4 separate regions of the Mus musculus genome follow, and regions 1, 2 and 3 are each linked to region 4. A link is a contact called in public Hi-C, HiChIP or PLAC-seq and promoter capture Hi-C data. All regions are on one chromosome and are shown on one strand. Each heading gives the region's core, a stretch centred on a gene start, on an enhancer-like site or on the middle of the called end of the contact. The rest is flanking DNA. Distances are from core to core; before and after follow the strand shown.

What was found. Promoter capture Hi-C pulls out the DNA fragments that hold promoters and counts their contacts. Hi-C and Micro-C count contacts between places; a contact is called where the count stands out from the background. HiChIP or PLAC-seq counts read pairs in DNA pulled down with a chosen protein or histone mark.
Region 1: a FOXA1 HiChIP or PLAC-seq map of pancreatic cancer cells shows a contact between it and region 4. The contact joins the enhancer-like site here to the promoter of Frat2 in region 4. A contact is called at or near these places in 3 of 39 promoter capture datasets (the 3T3-L1 cell line, cranial neural crest and hippocampal neurons), 1 of 484 Hi-C or Micro-C datasets (nephron progenitors), 5 of 115 datasets of contacts at active chromatin or transcription factors (bone marrow-derived macrophages, embryonic forebrain, forebrain and 2 more) and 1 of 9 other capture datasets (liver).
Region 2: a contact with region 4 is called in a Hi-C map of bone marrow-derived macrophages, with 36 read pairs. The contact joins the enhancer-like site here to the promoter of Frat2 in region 4. A contact is called at or near these places in 1 of 39 promoter capture datasets (cranial neural crest), 21 of 484 Hi-C or Micro-C datasets (the 3T3-L1 cell line, the G1E-ER4 cell line, the HPC-7 cell line and 13 more) and 6 of 115 datasets of contacts at active chromatin or transcription factors (bone marrow-derived dendritic cells, bone marrow-derived macrophages, embryonic forebrain and 2 more).
Region 3: a promoter capture Hi-C map of embryonic stem cells shows a contact between it and region 4, with 2.7 times the contacts expected there. The contact joins the enhancer-like site here to the promoter of Frat2 in region 4. A contact is called at or near these places in 7 of 39 promoter capture datasets (the C10 cell line, the SN4741 cell line, cranial neural crest and 4 more), 10 of 484 Hi-C or Micro-C datasets (CD4 T cells, CD8 T cells, Th1 cells and 7 more), 3 of 115 datasets of contacts at active chromatin or transcription factors (the HPC-7 cell line, memory CD8 T cells and pancreatic cancer cells) and 2 of 9 other capture datasets (adipose tissue and liver).

The regions. Positions count from the first base shown.
Region 1 is chr19:41,616,034-41,622,630 of GRCm38.p6, reverse strand. Slit1 (slit guidance ligand 1) reads left to right here. Exons shown (of 37, transcript NM_015748.3): 26 at 5,803-5,966. Among named protein-coding and RNA genes, the nearest start is that of Gm52407, 15 kb to the right of the region's middle. Within about 2 kb of position 1,665, at least 13 of the 459 cell types and tissues checked have an H3K27ac peak or open chromatin away from gene starts, as enhancers often do. A contact at or near this core is called in pancreatic cancer cells, where this site is marked.
Region 2 is chr19:41,652,705-41,659,415 of GRCm38.p6, reverse strand. It overlaps Slit1 (slit guidance ligand 1), which reads left to right. Exons shown (of 37, transcript NM_015748.3): 5 at 6,650-6,711. Among named protein-coding and RNA genes, the nearest start is that of Gm34116, 35 kb to the left of the region's middle. Within about 2 kb of position 3,220, at least 21 of the 459 cell types and tissues checked have an H3K27ac peak or open chromatin away from gene starts, as enhancers often do. A contact at or near this core is called in the N1E-115 cell line and bone marrow-derived macrophages, where this site is marked.
Region 3 is chr19:42,021,036-42,027,395 of GRCm38.p6, reverse strand. The region is part of intron 1 of Ubtd1 (ubiquitin domain containing 1); the gene reads right to left. Among named protein-coding and RNA genes, the nearest start is that of Ankrd2, 12 kb to the left of the region's middle. Within about 2 kb of position 4,790, at least 80 of the 459 cell types and tissues checked have an H3K27ac peak or open chromatin away from gene starts, as enhancers often do. A contact at or near this core is called in CD8 T cells, Th17 cells, embryonic stem cells and 3 more, where this site is marked.
Region 4 is chr19:41,846,377-41,852,476 of GRCm38.p6, reverse strand. Frat2 (frequently rearranged in advanced T cell lymphomas 2) reads left to right here and starts at 4,345. Exons shown (of 1, transcript NM_177603.3): 1 at 4,345-6,100. The coding sequence starts at 4,566. The coding sequence ends at 5,261.

The sequences.
Region 1 (6,597 bases), core at 416-2,915, 230 kb after region 4:
CTTCCATTTCTGGCTGAATAGAGCAGCCACGGACATAGTTGAGCGAGTGTCCTTGTGGTAGGATGCGGGGTCCTTCGAGCATATGCCCAGGAGTGGGTTAGCTGGATCTTGAGGTAGATCGATTCCCAGCTTCTTGAGGAACTGCCATATTGATTTCACGGCGGCTGTACAAGTTTGCGTTCCCACCAGCCGTGCTCCCCTTGCCCCACATCCTCGCCAAGATGAGCTGTCAGTTGTTTTATTGATCTCAGCCACTCTGACAGGTGTAAGATGGAATCTCAGGGTCGTTTTGATTTGCATTTCCCTGCTGACTCAGGATGTTTAACATTTCTTTAAGTGTTTCTCAGCCATTTGCAATTCCTCTATTGAGCATTCTGTTTAGAGCTGCACTCCATTTTTTAATTGGGTTGGTTTGTTTTAGTTCTTATATTCTGCATATTAGCCCTCTATCAGATGTGTAGCTGGGGAAATTCTTTTCCCGTTCTGTGGGTTGCCGCTTTGTCGGGATGATGGTATCGTTTGCCTTAGAGAAGCTTTTCAGGTCCCACTTGTTAATTGTTGATCTTGGTGCCTGAACTAATGGCGTTCTGTTCAGGAAGTCTTTTCCTGTGCCAATGAGTTCAACGCTGTCCCCCACTTTCCTTTCCAGGGTCAGACAGCACATGTCCTAAACGAGCAAACCTAAAGCTGTCATAACTAACTTTGATCCTATAGCTGTCTTTGGGAGAAAAAGTGCTATCAAGCCCGAGGCCAGATCTATTTCATAAGAAATCAGTTAAGGTCATTTGTCCATTAGCCTACCATCCGCTAATGTTAGTCAGCTCTCTATTACCATAGCAACATACCTGAGACAATCAACTTCATTTTTGCCTCACAGCCTCAGAGAATTCAGACCATAGTTGGGGAGCTATATTGCTTTGGGCCTGTGGTAAGGTTGCACATCATGTTGGGAACATGTGGATGATGAAGTTTTTGACCCCATGATAGTTGGGAAGAAAGGAAGAGGCGAGGCCAGGGTACAAACTACAGCATCTCCCATGTATCCATCAGAAGACATATGCCAGCTCAGGTGTCTAACCTGCAGTCCAACGCCAAAAGGCTACGTGTCTGTCATGGCTCGTGCCACAGCTTGCCAACACTGTCCTTTCATTGCTACAATCCTGCATTTTGCTGCCTTTATTCTGCTACAGACTAGAAAGCTTAATTTCTCAATGTTCATTGAGAAGTGGGCGTGAAAATTCAGTAGAAATGATTCATTACATCTTGCCACGCCCATATGATAAAACAGTGAGTAGTTAATGACTGTATGGCACCGTAATCTGTATTCAATGACATGCAGAATAATTAATGTGATACAAATATGAACATAAAAATTGATGGGGCCATGTATATGCCTGTGCTCCCAGGACTGAGAAGATGGCAAGTTATAGGCTACTTAACGGGAGCTTGTCAATGGACGAAAGGAAGGAAGGAGGGAAGGAGGGAGGAAGGAGGTAAGAAGAAATAGGAAGGAGGGAGGGTAGGAAGGAGGGAAGGAAGGAAGGAAGGAAGGAAGGAAGGAAGGAAGGAAGGAAGGAAGGAAGGAAGGGAGGAAGGGAGGAGAGAAGCAGGCAGGCTGGAAGGGAATATACTCAACTGAAGTTGATTCTATTTTAGGATGGATGATAGTTTTCTTCCGGCATTCCTTTGTGCTGAAGGCTTGTGCCCTTCCCGTGTGCTTGGCAGGCCTGACTCAGTTAATGCTGACTGACACAGCGAGTGGTTTGGGTGGCTAGTGTCTGGTCCAGCTCTGGAATTAATGGCTCCTGTTTCAGGGCACCGCTTTTGCAGCCTCTGGGTGCAGGGGATGAAGACAGTTCCACACACATAGAAACGCATGAATGGGTTGGGCAGGTAGAGGGTTTTACAGCTTGAGAATTATTCTGACCGCAGACAGGAGAGGCTGTTTCAGGCTAGGCTCCATTAATAGAGCAGGCATAAGCAGACCACACAGCTAATGTTTCAGTGCGCCCGAGTTATACTAATGACCAACAACACGGGGCTATTTATAATCTTGCCGGACGCCAGAGTGTGTTCCCAACCCACAGTCCTTTGGACTGGAAGAGAGCCTGGCTGCTGCCCTCCCCAGCTATGTCTCCCTGGGTCCTACCCATTCTCCACTTCCGGATAAACTCTCAGTTGTCTTTACTTTTTAAAAAGGTTAACGAATTAGTAAATATTCCGAGACTGGATCATACTACATAGCTAGACTGACCTGACATCTCTGGTCTTCCTACCTTAGCCTTCTGATTTTATTTCTTTTTAAAACTTTTGATTAAAATGTATAAGTAAGTTATGCCAGGCATGGTGCAGTGTGCCTTTAATCCTAGAACTCAGGAGGCAGAAGCAGGTAGATTTCTGTGTTCGAGGCCAGCCTGGTCTACAGAGTGGGTTCCAGGACAGCCAGAGCTATACAGAGAAACCCTATCTCAAATAAAACAACAAACAAAAACAGAGAGAGAGAGAGAGAGAGAGAGAGAGAGAGAGGAGAAAAGAGGAAAAAGGAAGGGAGGGAGTGGAGAGGGAGGGAGAGACAGAGAGAGAGAGAGAGAGGAGAAAAGAGGAAAAAGGAAGGGAGGGAGGGGAGAGGGAGGGAGAGACAGACAGAGAGAGAGAGAGAGAGAGAGAGAGAGAGAGAGAGAGAGAGAGAGGAAGAGAAAAACATATAAGTTGTGGTTCACATTGGCTTCTGTTGGACAAGATGGTTCCCAGGAGAAAGAGAGCGGTAGAAACTACCAGAGGGGGGACAGGTGGTTCTCAACTGGGAAGACCCAGCCTTGGGCAAGTGGAAGCTTAAAATGGTGAGTGAGGGGCTGACCTCTGCTCAGGACAGAAACAAATAACTGCATGTGGGATAAGCCAGGACGCTTGAGTGGCTTGTAGGAGACTTCGGCCCTGTGGTTTTGGGGAATGAACTGGGAAGGGACATTGAGATCCCAGGTGCGGCTCTGTTGATGTTTGTGGCATGTCTTTGAAGCTCTGAGTCACGTCAAGGGCCCCAAGTTCCAGATGACCTCAGGTGCTTCGAGCACTTTTTCTATCAAGACCCTGTTCGTGGTTGACTTCTACCCACTAGAGTTCACTAAAGTTCTATGTTCAGCTTTTTAATGTCATGGTTATGATCTACTGTACTTTTTAGTAATTTGAAAAATAATACGGCAAATGTAAGTATTTCAAATAGACCATTAGATCTGTAATATATACACTGTAATATATACCTCCTGTAGTCTTAAGAAGTCTGTTTTTACACATTGAAGTTTGCCTCCGACCGTCCTCTGTGTCAGGGCTGGTACTGATGTGGGAAGGGGATGGTGTCTTGCTCGGCCCATTAACCAGGATGGATGCTGTCAGCACACGAGGAGAGAAAATTAAATACACATCAAGGTTGCACCTGCCCTCCTTCTTCGAGCTGCACTGATTCCCTCGGCACCCATTCTGGGTTATCAGCGCCTGCCTCTCTTCCCCTCTTGATCGCAGGCTCTTTATTGAATCGTAAAGTGAGCCCCGGAGATGTTAAGGGAGAATGCCCAAGGTCACCCGGGCAGGGAGCAGCTGTGGTAGGCTGGGGTCCAAGTCTTGCTCGGCCTGTTTTATAAGATCACATGGCGTCAGCTGTGCTATTTTGGGAGATTCCTGTCCAGAACCATAGCCACATCGACCGGGCTGTACCTGTCTTGGGGTTCACTTCCTCTGCAGTCCAGAACAGGTGGGGGGCAGCTGGGTATCCGGTGACCCGATGAACACACCTCTCCCTTCTTGCTAACCTCACACAACCTTGGGGTTTTAAAATCGGTTGATACTGATGGTGCTGCAGGCGCAGATCTGTTTATTGACAGGAAGAACTCTCTAGCCCTTCTTGCCATTACACTCACATCCTGTCTTTATGCCTCTCCTGAGAATGGAGAATGATTCCGAGCTTGCCATAGCATTGGTACAGGGCTGGGCAGCTGGCAGTACTCAGATAGGTGTAGATGCGAGGGCGAGGGCTTGACTATGGATGCTGGCCCATGGAAGCTGACACAGCCTGCTGGGGCAGCCCAGCCATGTGACATCCATTCTTGTCATCTGGGTTCCCTTGATAAGCATCTGTTCTAGAGGGAGGCTCACACTTCTCAAAGCCATGGGTAAAAGAGTGTTCACAGCTGTCTCAACGGCTGGACTGTCCAACAACAGGGAAGCTGCTCATTAAACCACAGGGTGTCTATTCTTCTCAGAGATGCTGCAAAGCACTTTGGCAAAATGAGGCAGATTCCTATATGCCAACCTGGAAGGTTTCCAAGCCCTGCTGTCTGCCGACAAGAAAGCAAGCTGCTTGTATGTCATGCACGGTAGATAGAAACCATATGTGTCTGTGTGGGGCAGGGCTAGAAGGCCACACACAGGAGTTTGGCAACTGTGCCTCCTGTACCCTTCCGTGGAGGAGACTTGCATTACTGTGAACATGGCATAGTTTAAGCAGTTGCTTGATGATGGACAGCTGCAGTTTCCAGGTCCGAGTTCCTTGTCTGCAGCTACAGACTGGAAAAATGACTGTGAGAAGAGTTTATTTCAACCCTGCTTCTGCAGACTGGAAGTCCAGGCACACGTGTGACAACATGGCAGAGGCAGGACTGAGAAGTCACATGACATGGATACATGGCCATGAGGCACCAGACATCCACTCCTGCCAGTTGGCCCACTTCTGGGGGAGTAAGCACAGTGCCCTCCTGACCGCAACCTGTTTTAAAGGCCACCTTTCAGCACTTGCCTGGTGAAGAGTCTCAACATGCATTCTAGGAGCATTCAGACCGGAGCACCAGGCTTTCTTTGACAAACCACACCATCTCACATGTCTGTATATGCATCTGTAGAGAGAAACTTCCAGAAACTATTTCTGGATCTAAGACATCTGTAATTAGAGTTATACCAGTTTGCATTCCCAGCAGTAACACTGGAATATGTCCTTTAAAACAAAACAAAACAAAACAAAACAAAACAAAACAAAACAAAACAAAACCCTGAGGTAGTGCCGATTTTAATCTCTGCGCTCAGGAGGCAGGAGCAGGCAGATTCTACATAGCCAAGTTTCAGGCCAGCCAAGGCTACATAGTGAAAACCTTTCTCCAAAGAACAAAGCCAAACCAACCAAAATAAATAAGTAAATAAACAAACAAGTGTGTGTGTGTGTGTGCGCGCGCGCTCGGTTGCTCACATGTTTCCAAGACACTTAGCATTCAAAGCAACCTGTGGCGTTTGAACGAGGCTTGCAAGTAAGAATGTGTGTGCACGTGGTCTTTGCTTAGCTGAAAATGAGAGTGAAAACAAAAGTGGATGGGCTGCCAGGTCAGGCAGTTCAGGGCTTAGACCCAGAGGCTGCTCTTTGCCGCTGTGTGGCCCCAGGGAAATTACATATTCTACGAGATGCTCAATTCCACGTCTTCAAATTTCACGAAGAAGCTTGCATGTGGGATTAATGACAGCACTGGATGTGTAACGGCAGAAGCAGAGGCCATTTCTGGTCAGGGGTAGATGCTGGCTACCCTCTCCCCAGTGCCTGTGGAGGCTCTTGAATATAGAGCTTCTGGCCTTGGCAGCATGGTTTCGAACCTAAATCTCCCCCTTCCTTTGCTCTAAGCTGGTTACTCAGTCTCCCCAAGTCTGTCTTCGTGACGAGGCACAGCAAGGGTTTAAAATGGAGCTTGGGGGTGACCTGGGACCTGCGTCCTCAGTGACATAAAAGCTTCCGAAACTGGAATGCCTGCTTTTCTCTGTTGCCTGTCCCAGGGCCATTGGTGCCAACCCCCTGTACTGCGACTGCCGCCTCCGGTGGCTCTCCAGTTGGGTGAAGACTGGCTACAAGGAACCTGGCATTGCCCGCTGTGCTGGACCCCCAGAGATGGAGGGCAAACTGTTACTCACCACACCTGCCAAGAAGTTTGAATGCCAAGGTGAGCCCAGGGGCATGAGAGAAGGGGTGGTGGGTGCCAGGGACCCCAGGATTTGCCTAGCCCCGGTGGGGTCTTCCAGAAACTCCCGGGTCCTTGGGTCCCGCTGCTAGGTGAGTCAGATGATATACTTGAGACTCTTCTGATTAGAATGGCTGTCTTCCATCTTGATGTCCGACATACAAACAGCTAGGCGGAAAATCCCAGGCCTTGAAGGCTTAGATTCTTCCCTGTGGTTATGTAAGAAAAATCAAAACAGCAGTTTTGAAGCTCCCAGGCTCCTGGCAATACAGGCACCCAGACTTCCCTGAAGGTAAGCACTGTGCCGGACAAACAGCTGAAGCCCCCTCTGTCCCTGGTGGGACTGAGAGACCAGCTGGTGCTTTCTGGACATTTGTAGCACAGAGAATCAGGGTGTGACCGGTGGCCCGTGCTGAGGATCTCTGCCTCCAGCATCTACAAATACTTGTTCAGGGACTGATTGACAGACTGGTTGGCAGATCAGGCTCCCCCGAGGCCCTACAGAACCCTGTGAAGCAAAGACAGGTGGCGGAGTGGCTGCCTGGGCTCAGCTTTGTTTGCAGGGGGAGTTAGGGGAGGACCCTAGGGACCCCAGGGCATGGCCCTTGCCCTC
Region 2 (6,711 bases), core at 1,971-4,470, 190 kb after region 4:
CTGTGTGCTCCAGTGCCACGTTCCCGTCCTCCCGTGTGACTGGGAGGTCACGTCTCTGGAGCCCAGCGCAGGAGCTGTGGCACCCAACTATGGAGTTTGATACCAGAAACCCTGGGAAGTGCACCCCAGAGTCCAGTGCTGCTGACCATGGTACCCACTTCCCAGTTCAGCCTTTCCCTCTCGGCCACCTTATCAGCCACTCTCAACATCTGGTACTGTGTTCTCACCACATGGTTGGGAACCACGCTTGCCACTTTCTGACTGTCCACAGAATTATAAGATGGAATGGTTTTGTGTCCTGGGTATCCTTCATTTGAGTGGGACTCCAACCTCAAAGCTTCCTTGCCTTGGCGGAGCCAGTTAGCTTATGAGAGAAGGCTGCTTGCGGGGGAGATCTCTTTGGGGGTGTTTCTTTTGTGGAAGTTGATGTTCACAGCTGCCCAGCAAACAACCCAAGGTCAAGTCAGTATCACAGGATGGTTTACGGTATAACAAGCCAGGCCACTTAGTCTTTTGTTTGGTGAGGTTTTTGCAGAATGAATGGTTGGGTGGGGTGGGTGCTTGAAAGCTGCACAGGAGAGCTGGTGGCCCCAGGTGGGCAGGCAGGGAGGTTTCTGCTGATGGCAGTGTCTGGGCCCCTTGGGCCCTCAGAAAACAGGAGGGGACAAGAAGAAAGACTCAAAGCAGCCACTCTATGGTGGTGATGTCCAGACTGCCCCAGGAACTTGGCGGTTGTAAGCCCCATGACTATAGATTATAGGCTGGGGCTCCCTCTCTCTGTAAGAACAAGTTCCTTGGCAAACAGTGAGTGTGTAGCGGGCACCTCCAGACACCCAAAGGTGGACTTGTGCTAAACAGAGCTGGGCTGTGTCTCCCCTGCCCCCAACCCCAGCTGCATTGCAGAAAAGGCCTGCAGAGTAAGTGAAGGAGGTGGTTACACCCACCTCTGCAGATCCCCCCCCCCCTTCCTGCATGCAGCCTGTGCCTCAGGAGAGAAGTCAGGAGCTGTTTTTCTTTCTCCCTCACTAAAGCAGAGGTGCTGGAACCCCGCTGCTTTGAAGTGACGTCTGGGCACAGTAGCTTCAGTCTGCTTCAGCACTAGGTGGGGACATCAAAGCATTCGTACTTCTCTGCCGGATGAAGCCCTCTAACTTTAATATGCTCTAGTTTGCTATAGACCTTGCTCAAGGCGAAAATCTACCTGTCTAGTAACAAAAAGGTACTGGCGCAGGTACCAGGGGTGGCCTGCGTAGCCATTCCTCTGGGTTCATGGTAGTTGATCCCCTCTACCTAACAGTGTGAGATAATGTCATGCAGGACAGTAGCCACCTGTGGCAGTCTGAGTGAGTGGCACACACTCATAGACACGGGGGAATTTCCTGTGGACCTTGACTGGAGACCAGCTCAAACTAGTAGGATTCCCAAACCCCAGGCTCCATGTTCTCACAGAGCCCCAAAGACAATGACCTAATAGCAGTGTTGGCTGAGGGCTCCCATTCCTCTGCTCCGACCACAACCGCCACTTGTGCTTTCTGAAGAAGAGGCTAATCAACCCCCTACACACTCCAGGGATCAAATACGTGCCCAAGGAGCTCAGTGCGTGCAGGGCTGGCTCGCTGTACTCCAGGCCCAGGTCTACAGTCTGATGACCAGAAAGCCACGGATAAAGTGCGCTGGAACGCTGTACTGTGCTGAAGCCCCCTGCGGCTTGAAGAGCCACAAAATAAAGAGCTTTGCAGTGGGGCAGCAGATCCATGTCAGAGCCCAGAGCTCAGTGAAACCTTGGCTGATGCCCAATGCCTTGCCCCAACAGGGCCCCACTAATCCCCTCAGAGGCAGTGTGCCTGCTGAGACCAGTTAGAGGTTGGAGCTAATGGGGATTTGCAGTAAGAACATGGGGTCCCGACCTTCGCTCCCCTGCTTGTCAGAGTGTGGAGTATGGCTGTAACAGGCACTTGGGGACAGTGCCTAAGTCAGGGATGGGCAGAAGGGCTCCCATACCCAGTGGGGGATGACTGGGGGTGGAAAGCTGCCTCCTCAGAGTCCTAGGACCTTAGGGGTGGGATACAGGATAACCTGGGGAGTCTCTGCCTATAGAACTCATACCATATTTCTTAGAACAGATCCCCTTCTCTGGGGCTTCCCAGGATAGACTCTTACCTTCCTCAGTGGCTGCCCAGATCCCTTGCTAGGCGCACAGTGTTCCATCTAGATATGGGAAGGGAAGAACAGAGTCAAGATGACATCATCCACAAGACCAGTTTCTTGTTCTGTGCTGCTTTGACTTTTAGGAGGCATCTGATCTGCATGACAGATCAGAACAGAGACTGCGGGCTCCAGGAGTGCAGAGACTCCTACCTGCCCCGTGTCTGCATCCCTGGAGCTGCGTCCTTGTGCTGATCCCTCGCTCCGGCCAGGACGTGGGAGGGTCACTGAGTATCCTCATTGGTTCCGTTCAGTTATGGTTACATTGCCTTTGCAGTGAGTGCGCCAACTTCAGGATACTCTGGGAGCAAGAGCGATGTCTGCCATTGGTGGATTAGGGAGAGATGGGTGGTAATTAAATATTCATACGCAAACCCAATATGCTTGTATTTGCTATTTTGAATTGGTGCTGAACAGGAGGCTTGCGTGTGTGTGTGTGTGTGTGTGTGTCCCCGCACGCCTGCCTGCCCCCGCTCGTGCATATACTGGAATGTGTAGGTGAAGGAACAGTTGGAAACTAGGGGAAAGGTGTGTAGACAGAGATAAGAAAGCAGAAGGGTTTTAGGTTCATGATGCCCAATGCCCCATAATGTATGTGACCCAGCCAGCTCTTGCTGAATGCCTCACCAGGGACATACACTGTGGGTGTTTTCCGTTATACCTTGACTCTCCAGCATTTGCTGGCCCCTCTGACCCCCTTATCAGAAACCTCTTCCTTTGGTCAGGCTCTGTTATCCTCCCAGCCAGTGATGAGGGACTCGTTTTGAGGGACCTGTGAAACACCATGGAGAAAGGTTGGGTGCCCTGAGTTTGTGAAGCACAGAAGGATGAGGGCTGGGAAAGGCCCAGGCTGTGCTGAGAGGATCTCCAACAGGCCACGTGCAAGCAGAGATGAGCAACTTTAGCTGGGGGGGGGGGGGGTTGACGTGAGTGGTGACAAAAGACCACAGAAGTGTCACGGGGCAAGTCAAATGTAGCAAAAAGTGAGACCGTAGCAGCTGTATAGCAAATACAGGGAAGGCTTCTGGCACACCCTAGTGGCCACTCTGGGAACAACTGTGATGCCGTGTGGGGAAAGGAGGGACAAAAGCCCCGCTTCCATAATACAGACAAATGGAAATGAGGTTTAAAGGTTAAGCTGTGCACTCCTGGGATCTCACCAGGTCTTGCATGACAGACAACGTCCATCCCACAAAGCCCTCTTGGGTTCTCTGGGCCCATGGCTGGTGCGCGGCAGAGACAGTTGAACCCAGAAATCTTCCCATTGCTTCCTTTGATGTCAGCAATCTTCATCTATTTTTTTTTTTTTTTTGAGACTGACCAACACTTGCCATTCCTGATGGCCTTCATACCATCTCTTCTGGGTTTGTAAACTGTTCCAGTTGGTCATTTAAACAGGAAAGAAGGTTCCTGCTGTGGACTGACTGGCCAGGGCCAGTCTGGGCTTCCTAAGGGGGGTTACCTCCCCATCTCTCCCAAAGCCCTCAGGATTCCACTCTATCTGCTCTGCACTCTGGGAGCTTCAGTCGGAGGCCATCAACCTCTCTGGCCAGTCTTAGCAGGCTCTGCCTTGACCCAGTTGTTCCAGGCTGTGCCAGGCCTCCCAGTTATCCCTTGTCCTCCTTCCTGGTATGAGAGCCTGCAGAATTGATTTCCTGAGACACACTTTGACCCAGTGCTGTGATAAGAAGCATTTAAAACCCATTTATTGTAAGGATCCAGTGTTACTGCTGAGGCCATGCTGCCGGCTGATTTTTTTTTTTTTTTTTTTTTAATAAAGACTCCCGGGAGAATTCCTGTCTCATCTGAGTGCCCAAACAGCTGGACTCCTGACACTCGGATCCATTTAGACTACACATAGATCATGTGTGCTGCTGACCCCCCTTCCTTGGCTCTCAGGAAGCACTGAGCCCCTACTCTGCCCTGGCTGGTATGCCTGTGAATCACGGGGCACATTCAGAGAGCCTGCCTTTGAGGTTTCTTCTCTGCTGAGCCCTCCCACCTGCTCTCCTGCTGATCTGTAAATCCCGCCAAGCTACTGTAAAGTCTGCATGGAACAGGCCTGGGTGGAATTGATTGGCTAATCAATACACATAACAAGCCTTTCTTGCCTGGCTGAGGAGAGGATTAAGTGGATAGTGGGGAGCGGCCTGGGACTCTCTCTCAGGCTCTGCCTTGGGGTGAGCTGCCTGCTGTGTTGTGCTGAGGGGCTGCCTGGAGTTGCTGCCTCCCTGTGTACCCCACATTCTCTAGGGCACATCTCCCTGTGCACCCCACATTCTCTAGGGTACCACCTTCCTGCGCACTCTACATTCTCTAGGGCATCACCTCCCTGTGTACCCCACATTCTCTAGGGCATCACCTCCCTGTGCACCCCACATTCTCTAGGGCACACCTCCCTGTGCACCCCACATTCTCTAGGGCAAACCTCCCTGTGTACCCCACATTCTCTAGGGCACACCTCCCTGCCTGCCTTTATCTTTTCTGAACCTCCCTGCTTCCCTGTGGTCAAAGGCGGCTAGTGGCTTGACTGTATCTTCTTACCACCTCCCAATGCCTGTTAACATTGGTCCCTCACTTCAAGGATCTCAAGGGCCTTGGTCAAAGAGCCAAGCCCTTCACAGAACATGTGTCTGAATCTATTCACTCTACTGTAATGAAACATCTCAGGCTGGATGACTCATTAACAACAGGAACTTATTTCTCATGGTTCTCGGTGTCAAGATTCAGAATTTGGTGTGTGAGGAAGGCCTGCACTCAGACTCCCGGGAATCAGACATCATTGTGTCCTCTAACAGCGTTGGGGCTGGCAACTGTGCAAGGCATCTTTGCTTTTACAATTTTTCCATTGCATTAATTTACTTACTCTGTGTGTGTGTCTGTGTGTGAGTGTCTCTGTGTGTATGTATTTCTGTGTGTCTGTATGTGTCTCTGTGTGTGTGTGTGTGTTTGTGGGGGATCTGTTGTGTGTATCTTTGTGTGTGTTTGTGTGTGTATCTGTGTGTGTGTGTCTGTGTGTGTGTATGTCTGTGTGTGTATGTGTCTGTGTGTGTATGTGTGTATCTCTATGTGTGTGTGTGTGTCTGTGTGGTGTCTCTGTGTGTGTATGTCTCTGTGTGTGTATCTGTGGGGGTGGTCTGTGTGTGTGGGTATGTTTGTGTGGGTATGTTTGTGTGTGTGTGTTTGTATGTGTGTCTATGTGTGTGTGTGTGTGTTTCTGTCTAAGTCTGGGTCTGTGTGTGTATGTCTGTCTGTGTGTATCTGTGTGTGTCTGTATGTATATCTGTGTGTGCCAGTGTGTCTGAGTGTGTTGGAGGAGAGGTACCTGTGCCATGGCACACAACATGGAGGTTGGAAGACAACTTGCAGAAGTCAGCTCTCTCCATCCACCATGGGAATCCCTTTCGTCAGGTCCTTGGCCTTCACACCAGCTCTCTGGGGCTTTCATCCATTACATTCCAATCTTGTTCCTGAGAGCTTGTCCCTGGTGTACCCCTCCTGTAGGCCCCATCTCCCAGCACCGTCATTTCTGTGACTAGGCCCCAGCACAGGGAGGCATGAGGTTACCTTCAGGCCACAGCGTGTCTCTGAGCCCTCACATGTGAGGGGTCCCACTGGTGGGATGCTTAGAGAGCATTTGGTTGAGCCTATGCATTTCACACATAGAACAGGGGAGACAGTGTAGCCGAGGGTCTAACACTATGTAGGTTCAGAAACACCTACGGTCGGCCATGTCCTGTCTCTCCTTCCTGAAGGCTCTCACTACCTCATCCTTCAATTGCCCACTGATAACTGTATCATCAGTTGCCTCAAAAACAAACAACCAAGACAAAAAGAAGAGTTGATCTGATTTCTAAAGAAATTGGGGGTCTAACCTGGGTTTCTCCTACAATTGCTAGGTTCAGCAGGGAGCTAGCTGGGACTGAACAGTCTGCAGGGCATAGAGCCTTGGCTTGTGGCGTGGTTCCCAAGGGGCCCAGGCTTTCTTTTGCTCTGTGATCCCCCAGAGTAGACTTGGAATCAGAGCCAGCCTAGTTCAGGACCGGGCGAGACACTTGGTTCTGTCTCCTCCATCCTCCAGCAGTCACAGCTTGCTTACAGCAAAACAGAGGGGAAGCCAGGGCCACGGAGGGCCGTGGAGAGCTCTCTGCTATGCTTCATTGGGGTTGGCCAACCATGGGGGCCCTGCCAGTGCTGATCACAGCTACTGGGAGCTTCTCTCTAACCATCCTCTGCCCAGAGGGGAGGTGACTGGGGACAGCGTCCCAGTGTCTGCCAGGACAGAAAACTCCTAACTACCATTTACTCATTCAGCCAGAGCTGACAAAGCAACTAGAACCCACCCAGACTCTGGAGTGGGGTCACTCATGAGGCCAGCCACCTCTCTTCTTATTACCATGACCCTCCTGACTGGTACCCTCTCTTTCTCTGTTTGTCTCCCCAGGGACCTGAGTGAGAATTTTCTCCAGGCTGTGCCCAGGAAGGCTTTTCGGGGAGCCACAGACC
Region 3 (6,360 bases), core at 3,541-6,040, 170 kb before region 4:
TTTCTACGCCCTTTGCCTCTGTCTCTCTGGGTCTTGGGGGTGATTACTCCTTGGCTGGAGCTGAGATCCAGCAGGAGCCATGGCTAGTAGTGGGGATGCCCTTGGGACCCTGATTATGAGCCTCTGGCCCCTGCTCAGTGCTCATTGGCCTCTGGAACCTTTCTGTAGTTTTCCTGCCTCCTTTGTTGCTAGATATACTTCTCTCTGGCTGTCTGCTGCTCTTAGCTTGGGCAGAGGTAGGGTCTGGCACATGGCAGCCCCTAACCTGCTGAGAGCTGAGAAAAGGAGGCTCCTGAGTGTCAGCACTGCTTCCTTTTGCACTGCTTCCTTTTCTTACTGCTTTCCTGTAAGACAGGGTCTCAGCTAGTCTAGGATGGCCCTGAACTCCTAACCTGCCTCCCCTGACTTCACCATGCTAGCGTTACAGGAATGTGCCCTCATTCTCTGCTAATCATGGGCTTCCTACAGAAGCCACAGGAAAGCTTGGGGATGTTTCAAGTGTTACCTCAGCCGCGCCTGACAACTGAGGTTACTTAGTTGTGACCCTAAGGACATCTGAACTGTAACTATGTATACGTGCCTCTCCCAAGGGCTGTGTAAAGGACTGCTCTTCACAATAACAACCCTGTGGTATTCTGTTGTGCAACTGTGAGGACCTGAGTTCAAATCTCTAGAACCCACGTAAACACAGCGTGGCGGTGTGGTGTCTGTCATCTGATGCTTCTGCATCACCTTGGAAGCCCGCACTTATACCTGGGATGCTGTCTTTGTTCACAACTTCCTTGGGAATACTGCTTTGCTCATATATCTCTTAAAGCAACCTCCAGGGCTATCTCTCCTCCACCCACACAGCAGCTAACTTTCTAAAGTGCCATTTATACACTTCTCACTCGTGAGCTGACACTGTTCCTGAGCCTCTCTGCACCACAGTGACCTGGGATACAAGGCTTTTCACGCTTCCCTCAGCCATGAGGGGGTGGTGAGGCAGGAGCAGAAGGGAGGTACCATCAGGCCAGTGAGCTTTCAGTGTTGTTCTCCTGTGGGCCGGCAGAGGGCAGTAGCAGCATCTCTAGGCCAGCCTGGATCCTCATCGTGGGTCAAACATAGCATAAAAATATCAGCTCTCCAGGCACAAACATGAGCACACACAGGACACATGCCTGGATATCTGAGCCCTATGTGCCGGAGTGTATAATCAGACAAAATCCAGACAAACCAGAAAAGGAAGCTTTTCATCTAAGCACGAAAGTTAATTGATGATGGCTTTTAAATTTTACTTTCAAGATATTTTGTAGGTAGCTGAATTGAACAAAACAAACAAACAAACAAACAAACTGGGGCTGAGGGAAATGACTTAGAGAGTAAGATGCTTGCTACATAATAAATAAGGACCTCAGCCAGATGGTAGCACAAGCCTTTTTAAAAAGATTTACTTATTATATATAAGTACACTGTAGCTGTCTTCAGACACATCAGATCTCATTACAGATGGTTGTGAACTGCCATGTAGTTGCTGGGATTTGAACTCATGACCTCTGGAAGAGCAGTCAGTGCTCTTAACTGCTGAGCCATCTCTCCAGCCTAGGTACAGTCCTTAATCCCAGCACTTGGGAGGCAGAGGTAGGTAGACCTCTGAGTTCAAGGCCAGCCTTGTCTACAGAGCAAGTTCCAGGACAGCCAGGGCTACAAAGAGAAACCCTGTCTCAGAGAAACAAAAATCAAAACAAACAAAAAAGGTTAAGTTCAACCCCCCCAACCCTGTGTAAGAGCTGGGAAAGGTAGAGCTTGTCTGTGATGCCTGTGTTTCTATAGTGAGATGCGCACTCGAGTGTGCGCGTACACACACACACACACACACACACACACACACACACACACACACCCATGCACACACGTTAAAATCAAATTGGACAGTTGGCTGTAGTTGTACTGGTCAGGAGACTGAGGCAGAAGGACTGCCAAGAATCTGAGGCCAGCCTGTGCTACAGCAAATGCAAGGCTGGCTAGGACTCCATTGTAAGATGCTGTGCTAACTAACTAACACATGAAGAAATAAATGAAAGAATAATTTTATAAAAAGAATGAAGTTGATTGATGGTGGTCCCACAAAGCCCTGGTTTGATCCTTAGTATCAGATCCACTGGGTACAGGTCTATAACCCCAAGATTCATGAGGTGGAGGCAGGAGGGTCAGAAGTTGAAGGTTGCTCTTGCTACAGAGTGAGTCTGAGGTCAGCATGGGCTACATGAAACTTTGTCTCAAAAAGGATATGAATACTCAATCGTATGGCAATGCATTGTTATAAATCTTATTAAGCTTATTTATTTGATATGATGTCAAAACTACAAAGTTTGGCTTAACTTTTTGGCTTTCTAGGAATGTATTCTGAGAACATATCCCCAAGATAAATGGTTTTATTCAGCAGTTTCATGCAGGGACAGCTGGGACAGCTGAACTATGCAGAAAAAGAAGTAAAATGTCCCTCTGTGCCACCCATCAGTGGCAGCCACTTTGTAACAATGAGGAAAGGCTCTAGACCAACAAGTGCTCTGTGCCCCAGCTTTTGCTTCTAAAAGAGTATGCATAATTATATAAATATTAAAAAGGCTGCAAGAATTTATACTGAAATGTGAACAGTGGCTATAGATGAATGGCAGCAGTTACCAGTGATTTTTTGTTGTTGTTGTTAAATTCTCAAAAGTTTTTTGGGGGCTGGAGAGATGGCTCAGTGGTTAAGGGCACTGACTGCTCTTCCAGAGGTCCTGAGTTCAATTCTCAGCAACCACATGGTGGCTCACAACCATCTGTAATGGGATCCCATGCCCTCCTCTGGTGTGGCTGAAGACAGCTACAGAGTATTCATATAAAATAAACAAATAATTCTTTTAAAAAAGTTTTCTACAATGAGAATTAGTTGTGTTTGTAATCAGATTACCATGGAAGTTGTTAATAAGCTCAGAGGACACTTGGTATTTTGGGGGTAGCCAGCTGAGGGTGAGCAGGGAGCATGGGAAGGAAGAGAGAGCAGCAGTTAGAGTTTCAGCACTGGCAGGCAGCACCGTGAGTTTCGTCCTGGGCCAGGGTGGGTTCTGCAGGTTCCACAGCAGCACATGCAGTGGTGACTACTTAGAAGCTGGAGCAGAGGAAACACCCCGGCTTTGGATGTAGCCCACAAAAGACTGTAAACACAACAATTATGCTCAAGGCGCATCTCCATGGGAGGAGGTAAAAGAAAGAGCGACAAGGTCCTGGGCTCCTGTGACTCGAGTGAGCAGGCAGGAGCAAAAGCTCTTGTGACTGGGCAGGACGTGTGTGTGTGTGTGTGTGTGTGTGTGTGTGTGTGTGTGTGTGTGTGTGTGTGTGTGAGTGGAGGGGCAGGAGCCTCCAAGAGACACTGCATAGCTCCTGTACCGGAGTTCTTGGAGTGCCTGCTAAGAGCACAGATGCAAGCTGACAAAGCTCAGGTGGTCCTGGTGGAGGAAACACTTGCTGACTTAAGTCTGATCCCTGAAACCAAGGGTGTGTGTGTGTGTGTGTGTGTGTGTGTGTGTGTGTGTGTGTAGGCATGATGTGTGTGAGGGAGCATGGGTCACAAAGCAATATGGAGGTTAGAGGACAGCCTGGGGGCTCAGCTCAGTGACAGAGTATTACCAAGCTAATGCCTAGGTGCCTGGCCTTGGGTTCAATCCCCAGCATGGGAAACCATAAACCCCAATTCGTACTTATATGTGGGGTACATATCTGTAAACCTAGAATTGGGCGGTAGCAGCAGGATGAGCTAGTTGTTCAGGGTCATTCTCTGCTGTACATGGAATTCAAAGTCAGCCTGGACTATATGAAACCCTGCCTCAACCCCCCCACCCCCCAAAAAAATCCTATTTGTAAACATAGCAGAACAGGAAGGGAAATGCCATAACGCAGCATAGGTTAACACAGGTTAGCTTAACATATGGTCTTCAATGTGGATGCCAAGCTGACTTGGGGAGAGGAGAAAGCAAGAGGGCACAGTGTCTGGGGTGGGGGAGGATAATGATGGTGGCTGCTGTGGCTTGGCCTGGATAATGAGTGGTGTCTGGCACCAAAGGGAGGGTGGTGAGAGGAAGGCAGGACAGAGAACACTACAGGTGGTGAAAGCGCACGCGCGCTCGCGTGTGTGTGTGTGTGTGTGTGTGTGTGTGTGTGTGTGTGTGTGTGTGTGGTCACTCCCAGCACCTGACTCAGACTGCCTAAGTCAGAATGACTATGTAGAACAGGAGTTCTCAGAAACACAGGAAGGGCATGGCAGACTCCGTGGCCTTGCTCTGAGTAACCTAGTGTCTTGAGGGTGTCAAGTACAATGCAGATTCTCAGAAATAGCTGAATTGTGAACCAACTGACAGAGCAGGATGGGAGTGCACGGCTGTGTGAGTGTGTACACGGGGTCTCGCTTTCGTAGCCCAGGCTCCCTACAAGTCATATATTTCTGCTTCAGGCTCTTGAGCACCGGGATTACAAGTCTGCCATCACACCTGCCCTCCCTTTGCTTCTTGATCTCAGACCCCAGGAGATCCTTCCTATGGCTCAGGGACTAGAGCAACTGAGCCCCTGAGATGTGATACGGAGCTGGAGACCAACAAAAGGGAACAGACACTTCCCAAGACAAGCCAAGAGCTGGCCCTATTTATGCCCGCAGAACTCCCTCAGCTATTTCCATACTCAGTTACCAAGCAAGCTCCACCCCAGGCCTGGCTCCAAGGATGGGGCCAAAAGTGTCCTGCCCTGAAGTACTGATTATGGACAAGCCTGGGCTTGTGCTGGCTGAAAGGAGATGAAGTTCCACACAGAAGAAAGCAAGAATCAGAGTCACTTGGTCCCAGCAGTCTGGGCTGCAAGAGCTCACTTGGCTAGAACACATTCCTCAGTCTCTCCTGGCTCTTCCCATTGTCCCCAGCAGTCACAGCTGAATGCAGAAGTCTGCAGTGACCCACCTGGCTAAGGGGATGAGAGGTCAGAAAGAACCACTGGCCCTGAGAGGATCAGCCCAGCCTAAGAGGGTGCAGCCAGGAGAAAAGTCCAGGTAATCCCTCAGGATAGATAGTATTTATAGCCAGAGGTAGCCTGAGATGACCCTCAGAGCTCGGGTAACCTTCGATGGGAAAGGAGAGGGAGTCTGCTGGTCCAGCTCTCTTCAGCTGGGGCTCTAAGCGGGCCTATGGGCCCTGCCTCCCATTCCCTGGGGCCAACCTCCAGGGCTTAGGGAAGGGGAAGGGTGGAGCTGGTTGCTAAGTGACAAGGCAGACATCCTAAACTGTATGTCCTCCTGGGGTAGAGAGGGTCTCAAGCGGTCCTGGACAGGGCAAGGATCAAGGCAGGAAGACTCCGGTCCTCCAGAACTCTGGCTCCAGGATGGCACCACGCCCAGAGCACTGCACTCTTCTCCCACTATCTTTTTCAGTGGCCTGAAGCTATAAGAGCCTTGAAGTTTATCTTCCTGGTCCCATGGGCAGGTTCAGCATCTGGTACAAATGAAGTGAGCAGACAGAATGGCAGATTCACTGGGAAGAAAGCCCTGCAAACTGGGGAGAGGACTGTTTGTGAGTAAGACAGGGAGGGGGAACAGAGGAGGGCCTGAGAGGTCCAAGGCCAGTCACAGAGCGCTCAGTGAGGAGACTGCAGAAGGACGAGGCACTGGATGCCAGAAACCAAGCCCAGAGAAGGCCGGAACCTCTGCGGTGAGGGGAGCTCCAAGTGTAGCCAAGAGAAACAGTCTTACCCACAAGTCTCGGGGGCAGCTATGGAAAAGGACAAGGGGGCTCACAAGAGCACAGACAGCCCGTGTTTTCACTACTCTGACACAATGTACACATTCACAGGCAGGACACCCTGAGTACACCAGGAAAGATGTCATTATCTGCCCTCTGGCCTGAACCCCAGGCCCAGGCCCCTGGAAAGTTAAGCAAAAGCAGATAGTACCCAAAGTGGGCACTAACCAACCACCCTGGTTACCAACCAGGGAACGGGCTACTTCCTGAGGGAGAATTGGCCTATGTGAGGTTCAGTGACAAACAGAGCCCCCATCTCAGGAGGGTATTCTAACATGCCATATGCCCAACTGTTCCCGTAGCTGAGGCTAGTCTGAGGGAAGAGAACATAAATGCCATTAAACAGCAGGTGTTGATAAAGTCCCCACACTTAAGTGACTACACGCTCCTCCTCACCTCGTGCTGTCATTTGTTTCCAAGTGCAACCAGGGTCCTGACCTGAACACAAATTCTCTGGCCACAGATAACTAAGGAGACAGTTCACCTTTCTGTTTTCTGACTACTCCCCAAGGCCTTCAGAGATGGGCAGAGGGGGCTCTCTCTGACCAGCAAGCACCTG
Region 4 (6,100 bases), core at 3,096-5,595:
TGTATAGCCCTGACTGTCCTGGAACTCACTTTGTAGACCAGGCTGGCCTCGAACTTAGAAATCCACCTGCCAGCCGGGGCAGTGGTGGTGCACACTTTAATCCCAGCACTTGGGAGGCAGAGGTAGGCAGATTTCTGAGTTAGAGGCCAGCCTGGTCTACAGAGTGAGTTCCAGGACAGCCAGGGCTATACAGAGAAACCCTGTCTTGAAAAACCAAAAACCAAAACCAAAACAAAAAACAAAAAAGAAAGAAATCCACCTGCCTCTGCCTCCCAAGTGCTGGGATTAAAGGCATGCGCCACCACTGCTAGGGTTTCTCTGTGGTAGGCACATGCAATGTGACCTTTGTCTTTTCACTGACACTCAGGCTACAGCATGTGTCAGTACATCACTCTTTACAATTTGTCTCTATGTCTTTTACGTATGCACACGTATGTATGTATGTACAGGTATAATATACCCATGCATGCATGCGTGTGTGGAAGCCAGAGGACACACTGGGTATCTTCCCCAATCATTTTCACCTTACTTTTTTTTAAAAGACAGGATCTCTCAGTGAACCCAGAGCACAATGACTGGCAGGAGTGACTGGTCAGAGAACCCAGAGCACAGTGATTGACAGGAGTGACTGGTCAGAGAACTCTTGGGGTCCTTCTCTCTCTGCCTTCCCACACTGGGTGAACATGACTTTGCTTAACTTTTTAAGTGGGTGGAGGGGATTCGAGAACTCGGGTTCTTAATGCTTGCATGGGGAAGCACTTTACCCATGAGCTGTCCCCAGGCCCCTTTAGTTCCTTTTAACGTCATCAGTAGCATGGGTTTTGTTGTTGTTGTTGTTGTTGTTGTTGTTGTTGTTGTTGTTGTTGTTTTGGGTTTGTTTGTTTGTTTGTTTTTAAAGGGCTCTGGATTGAATCTCTTACCAGGAGTGGAACCGTTCCTGCTTCCTTTGTTATCCGCTCATCAACCAATGGCAGCACTCCCTTTTCGCATGTCAACATCCTAAAAGTATTGCTGCTCCCTAGGGTGTAACTCCACTCTAGTACTAACCCTCAGCCTTCCAGAATACAGCATCCCCTATCTTACAGATTAGCAATGGGAGCACACACACACACACATGAAGTGACCTCACCCAATGGGTTCCCCATTACCCTAGCTGGTGTCTCTGGAGGCAGGTATGTTAAAATGAGGCCCGGGTGGTGTCTCTGTGGCCTGAAGGAATGCTGAAGCCCCGGAGTCCTAGGTTACTGCAGGACTCTGAATGCTTGCAATGTCTCCTTTCCAGGCCGGTAGCCAGGGTGCCAGCCACGGTCCGCTTGCATTACTTCCTCTTTGGATACCTTCTCGTTACTGTTAATTGCATCTGGGCCTCTCTCACATTTTGTGTTTTGCTTCCTAACCCAGGATACTCCTCTCCACCTCCCACTGGCCCAGCACAGGCATCTCTTTCCAGGCTCTCCAGAGAAGTGGCCGAGAAAATGGAGCAGGGCTCCTACTGAAAGGCATTCAGCTCTGTAATGAACGTCTAACACATCTGCACCTCGGCATATTTACATAGCAATCTCCACACAAAAGCAACGTTACAAAGGGAAGGCTTTTTTCTCCCCTCTCTTTCTTCTTTTTTTAAACGCCTTCTCACGGCTCCATTCCCTACAGTAGTAAGAACACTGTTGGAATTACTCTGACAGGAAGACAAAACAACTTCCAGGGATGCTGGGTTAGAAACAATAGCTTTGCCAGACCCATTAATGTTTAAAGCCAATGGAGCATAAAACTGCTTTTCTCTACTTACAGCCAGGCATCATCTTACAGAGCAGAGAAGGGGGGTGTGGAATTGCCATCTTAACTCTGCTGAAATCCATAAGCCCTCTCGTAATTTTCATTCTCCTTGAAATTCTCCAGTAAGTACCATCAGAATGAAAATGAGACTTTATCTCTGGGGAGAACAGCTTCCGGTTTTCAACAGTAAAAGAGTGTGAAGAGATGGGAGATGGAGATGGAGATGGAGGAGGGAGCTGCCTGATGGGAAGGTGCTCTCAGCCAAACCTGCCGAACTGCTGTAGTTATGACACACCTTGAAATTTGGGAGAGTGCTTTCAGGAAGTCCCTAACCCATTCCAGGGCAGAGTCGACAGATAGCACAAAGTCTAGGATTCTAAGGGCCATTCCGGCCCTAGTGGGATTGCCTTCAGGGTCTGCATTACTTAGTGGGCTCAGGGGATAACATTTATTATTAAGATATTAGCTCTTTCCCCAGGGAAATTGCTGGAAGAGAGCCCAGAGTCAGTAAAGCACTGGGCCTAATCCCACAGTACATTTGTGTAATGCCTGACAAAGCCTGCTCCCATCACCTCGTTTGATCCTGAAAACAATCTCCAAAGGAGGCAGGGCAGGGATTTTTTTTTTTTTTTTCCATTTTACAAGTGAAAACACCTGTAAACTGATTGGCCAGGAGTCCCACACCCAGTTTGTAGTAGGGATGAGACTTGAATCTAGGTCTTTGTACAACCTGTTTAGAGCTCTTTTGGTTCCCATAAGACAGATCAGAATATTTCCAGCCCCACCCATCCTTCATACCCACCAGTTCCCAGCATCTGGAAACTCAGGACACAGCCTCTGTGTAACGACCACACTCCTCTGTTTCAACCAGGAAATATTGCCCTGGTTGGCAAGCCGAGGGGGAAGGGAGGGGAGAAAATTAATTTCATCTCATCTCCCTGAATCAAAGACCAATCGAAAAAAAACAAAAAGAAAAAAAATTACGGATGGATTTGAGAAAGAAACAAAACCCTCCAAATAACAGCAACAAGGTAGGGAGACTAGATCTACCATTGTTAGAATGGCGTGGTGGCACACGCCTTTGATACCAACACTTGGGAGGTAGAGGCAGGTGGATTTCTGAGTTCGAGGCCAGCCTGGTCCACAGAGTAAGTTTCAAGACAGCCCGGGCTATCAGGGCTATACCGAGAAACCCTGTCTCGAAAAAAGAAAAAAAAAAAAAAAAAAAAAAGAAGTCTCAAAGGAAGCTAGCCAGGATGCTCCCAGCACTTGGGAGGCAGAGGCAGGCAGATCTTTGAGTTTGAGGCCAGCCTGGTCTACAGGGTGAGTTCCAGGACAGCAGGGCTACTCAGAGAAACCCAGTCTAAAAAAAAAAAAAAAAACCAACCAGGCAGTGGTGACGCATGCTTTTAATCCCAGCACTTGGGAGGCAGAAGCAGGTGGATTTCTGAGTTCGAGGCCAGCCTGGTCTACGGAGTGAGTTTCGGGACAGTCAGGGATACACAAAGAAACCCTGTCTCGAAAAACCAAAATAAATAGATAAATAACCATAACCAAAACCAAACCAAACCAAAAAAAAAATATATATATATATATAACAGGCAAACTGAAAAATGTCAATTTCACCTGTAACATGACTCATATACACAATAAGGTTTTCAATGACTAAATTCTAGTCGTTTCAATGAATGACGTATATCACATATTAATAAGAGTGTATTCACCCAGTTCTAGGTTTTCCATACATATTACAAAAAATAAAAGGGCCAAACTAAAAAAAACTCTTATCCTTTGACCTAAAACTCCACTCTTAGGAATGTACTCTGAAAAATGAATCATAAATTTGGAAAAGTTTTATGGGAAAGAGCATTAGTCACACACTTACTACAACGGCGAACTCAGAGAAACAGCAACCGTTGAAGGAATTTAAACAATTACAAGTACTTAATGGAAACTTACGTAATCGGTACAGTGTTTTCAAAGCGCGTGCAGTCACCGGAAAAAGCGTTTATAATTTAATGCGACTGCAATGCTTTTGTGTGTGGCTGTATAATGTACAAAGAGGAGGATGAAGGGGGGGGGGGGAAGCCTGTTAATCTCGTTTGAATCCTATGGTTACGAGAACATTTTCGTTTGAACTACAAAAAAAGTCAATTCGATGTAGCTCTGAGAAACCGGAGCAAGTCTGAGAAGCTCTGACCACAGGGTCGGCTTCCCAACCGTCGGGGTCGCCCCTCCCCGGGCCAGCGCAGGCGTTACCCACACGTGGGGCTGGAGCGGGCGCGGCAGAGGAGGGGCTGGGTGTGCTGGGGGTGTGTCCGCGAGTGGGAGCAGCCAATTGGCAGTCGCCGAGGGTGCCTCCTAGGACCGAGAGGTCCTAGGACCTGGGCTCGGCGAAGTCGGTGCCCCGTCCCCGGAATCGCTCGCAACCATATAAACTATCTCTGGGCAGACAGTGTGGGCAGTGGTCTCGCACGGTTTGCGCCGTCCCGCGCCCCTAAGTCTTCTAGCGAACGTCTCCCCCCACGGTCGCGCGCGGTGGTAGGAGCCGCGCGACGTCACCCATTGTTTACAAATCAACCCAAGCCGGCAGCGTTCCGGCTCCCGCGGCTCTAAGGCGCGCGGTACCTCTGCCCGGTGGTCCCGGCTTCCGCATCCCCAGGCTCGGCCCCCTCCTGGCCCGGCTTGGGCCTCCGCCGCGCTCCCGCCCCAGCCGCGGCTCGCCGAGCCCGCGGCCAACCGAGCTGCCAGCGACGCCCGCACAGCCGCGGGGGCCCGGGCGGGGGGCCATGCCTTGCCGGAGAGAGGAGGAGGAGGAAGCCGGCGACGAGGCAGAGGGGGAGGAGGACGACGACAGCTTCCTCCTGCTGCAGCAGTCGGTGACTCTGGGCGGCTCGACCGACGTGGATCGGCTCATCGTCCAGATCGGCGAGACGCTGCAGCTGGACACGGCGCACGATCGCCCGGCCTCGCCGTGTGCCGCCCCGGGTCCCCCACCCGCGCCTCCGCGGGTCCTGGCGGCGCTGTCGGCGGACAAGACCGGGACCCCAGCGAGGCGGCTGCTGCGGCCGACGGGGTCAGCAGAGACCGGGGACCCTGCGCCTCCGGGGGCCGTGCGCTGCGTGCTGGGGGAGCGCGGGCGTGTGCGGGGCCGATCGGCGCCCTACTGCGTTGCGGAGATCGCCCCGGGTGCCAGCGCGCTTCCCGGGCCGGGGCGGCGAGGGTGGCTCCCCGGCTCCGTGGCTTCTCACCGAATCCAGCAGCGGCGGTGGACAGCAGGCGGAGCGCGCGCGGCCGACGACGACCCGCACCGGCTCCTGCAGCAGCTCGTGCTCTCCGGAAACCTCATCAAGGAGGCGGTGCGCAGACTCCAGCGAGCGGTCGCCGCGGTTGCGGCCACGAGCCCCGCGAGCGCTCCGGGGTCCGGGGGTGGCCGAAGCGGACCGGACTCAGTCACTCTGCAGCCCTCGGGCGCCTGGCTCTGACAGGGGATCCCTGGAGGAGGAAGAGGACGCCGCTACGCTGATCCAACAGTGTCTTGCCCGGGACTGTGCGGAGCAGGAGCTGTCGTCCATCCCTCGGGCTACAGCCTCAAAGTTACCGGCCGCGAGAGGCTGTTAGAGAAAACGGACTCTACTGAGTAGCACCAGCAGCCGAGGACCTGGGATCTACCGGTTGAACTGTGGCAGCTACTTAATCCACTTGGACCTGACTTAGCCCTTATCGTGTGCTTGGATTGTTTATAGATGTGGCTCGCAGGGGCGGGAATCGGGAGGGCTTCTAACAATACTTGAAAAACCAATAGTAGATATGATCTCGTTATTTTCGGGTACAGAAGCTTTCTGAATATGGTGCTACAATTGCAGAGCAGAGCGGTTCTAGGGTGAAGAACATAAGTTGGCAGATTTATGTTGGTGGGTTGACAACGCTTGCTTTCCCCTGCTTAATTTGTGATTATGAAGGTTGGGGACCTGGTTGGTGAATTCTTGAAGGTGGGGAGAGATGAGTTTAAATGGGGACATGCAATTGATTCGACCTTGCCAACTTGAACTCAAGGTCAGGTTGGTAGAGTGGAGTGTTGTGGGATTCTTGGGAGCGCTCACCCCAGTGTCTTTTTCTGGAGCCAAGCACAGACCGGAGTGTCCCTTTGCCACCGCGTGGAGTCTCCCGAGGACACGGCCGACATGGCCATCCTTGTAGGAAGAGTTATTTGCGGTTTCTGTGCTTTGCTTTTCCAGAACTACTTCTGCTAGGCCACTCTTTGGCCATAGCTCCAGCTTTCTCAGAAATGGTCATAAGCAACCTCCTGATCTCCCTGCGGCCA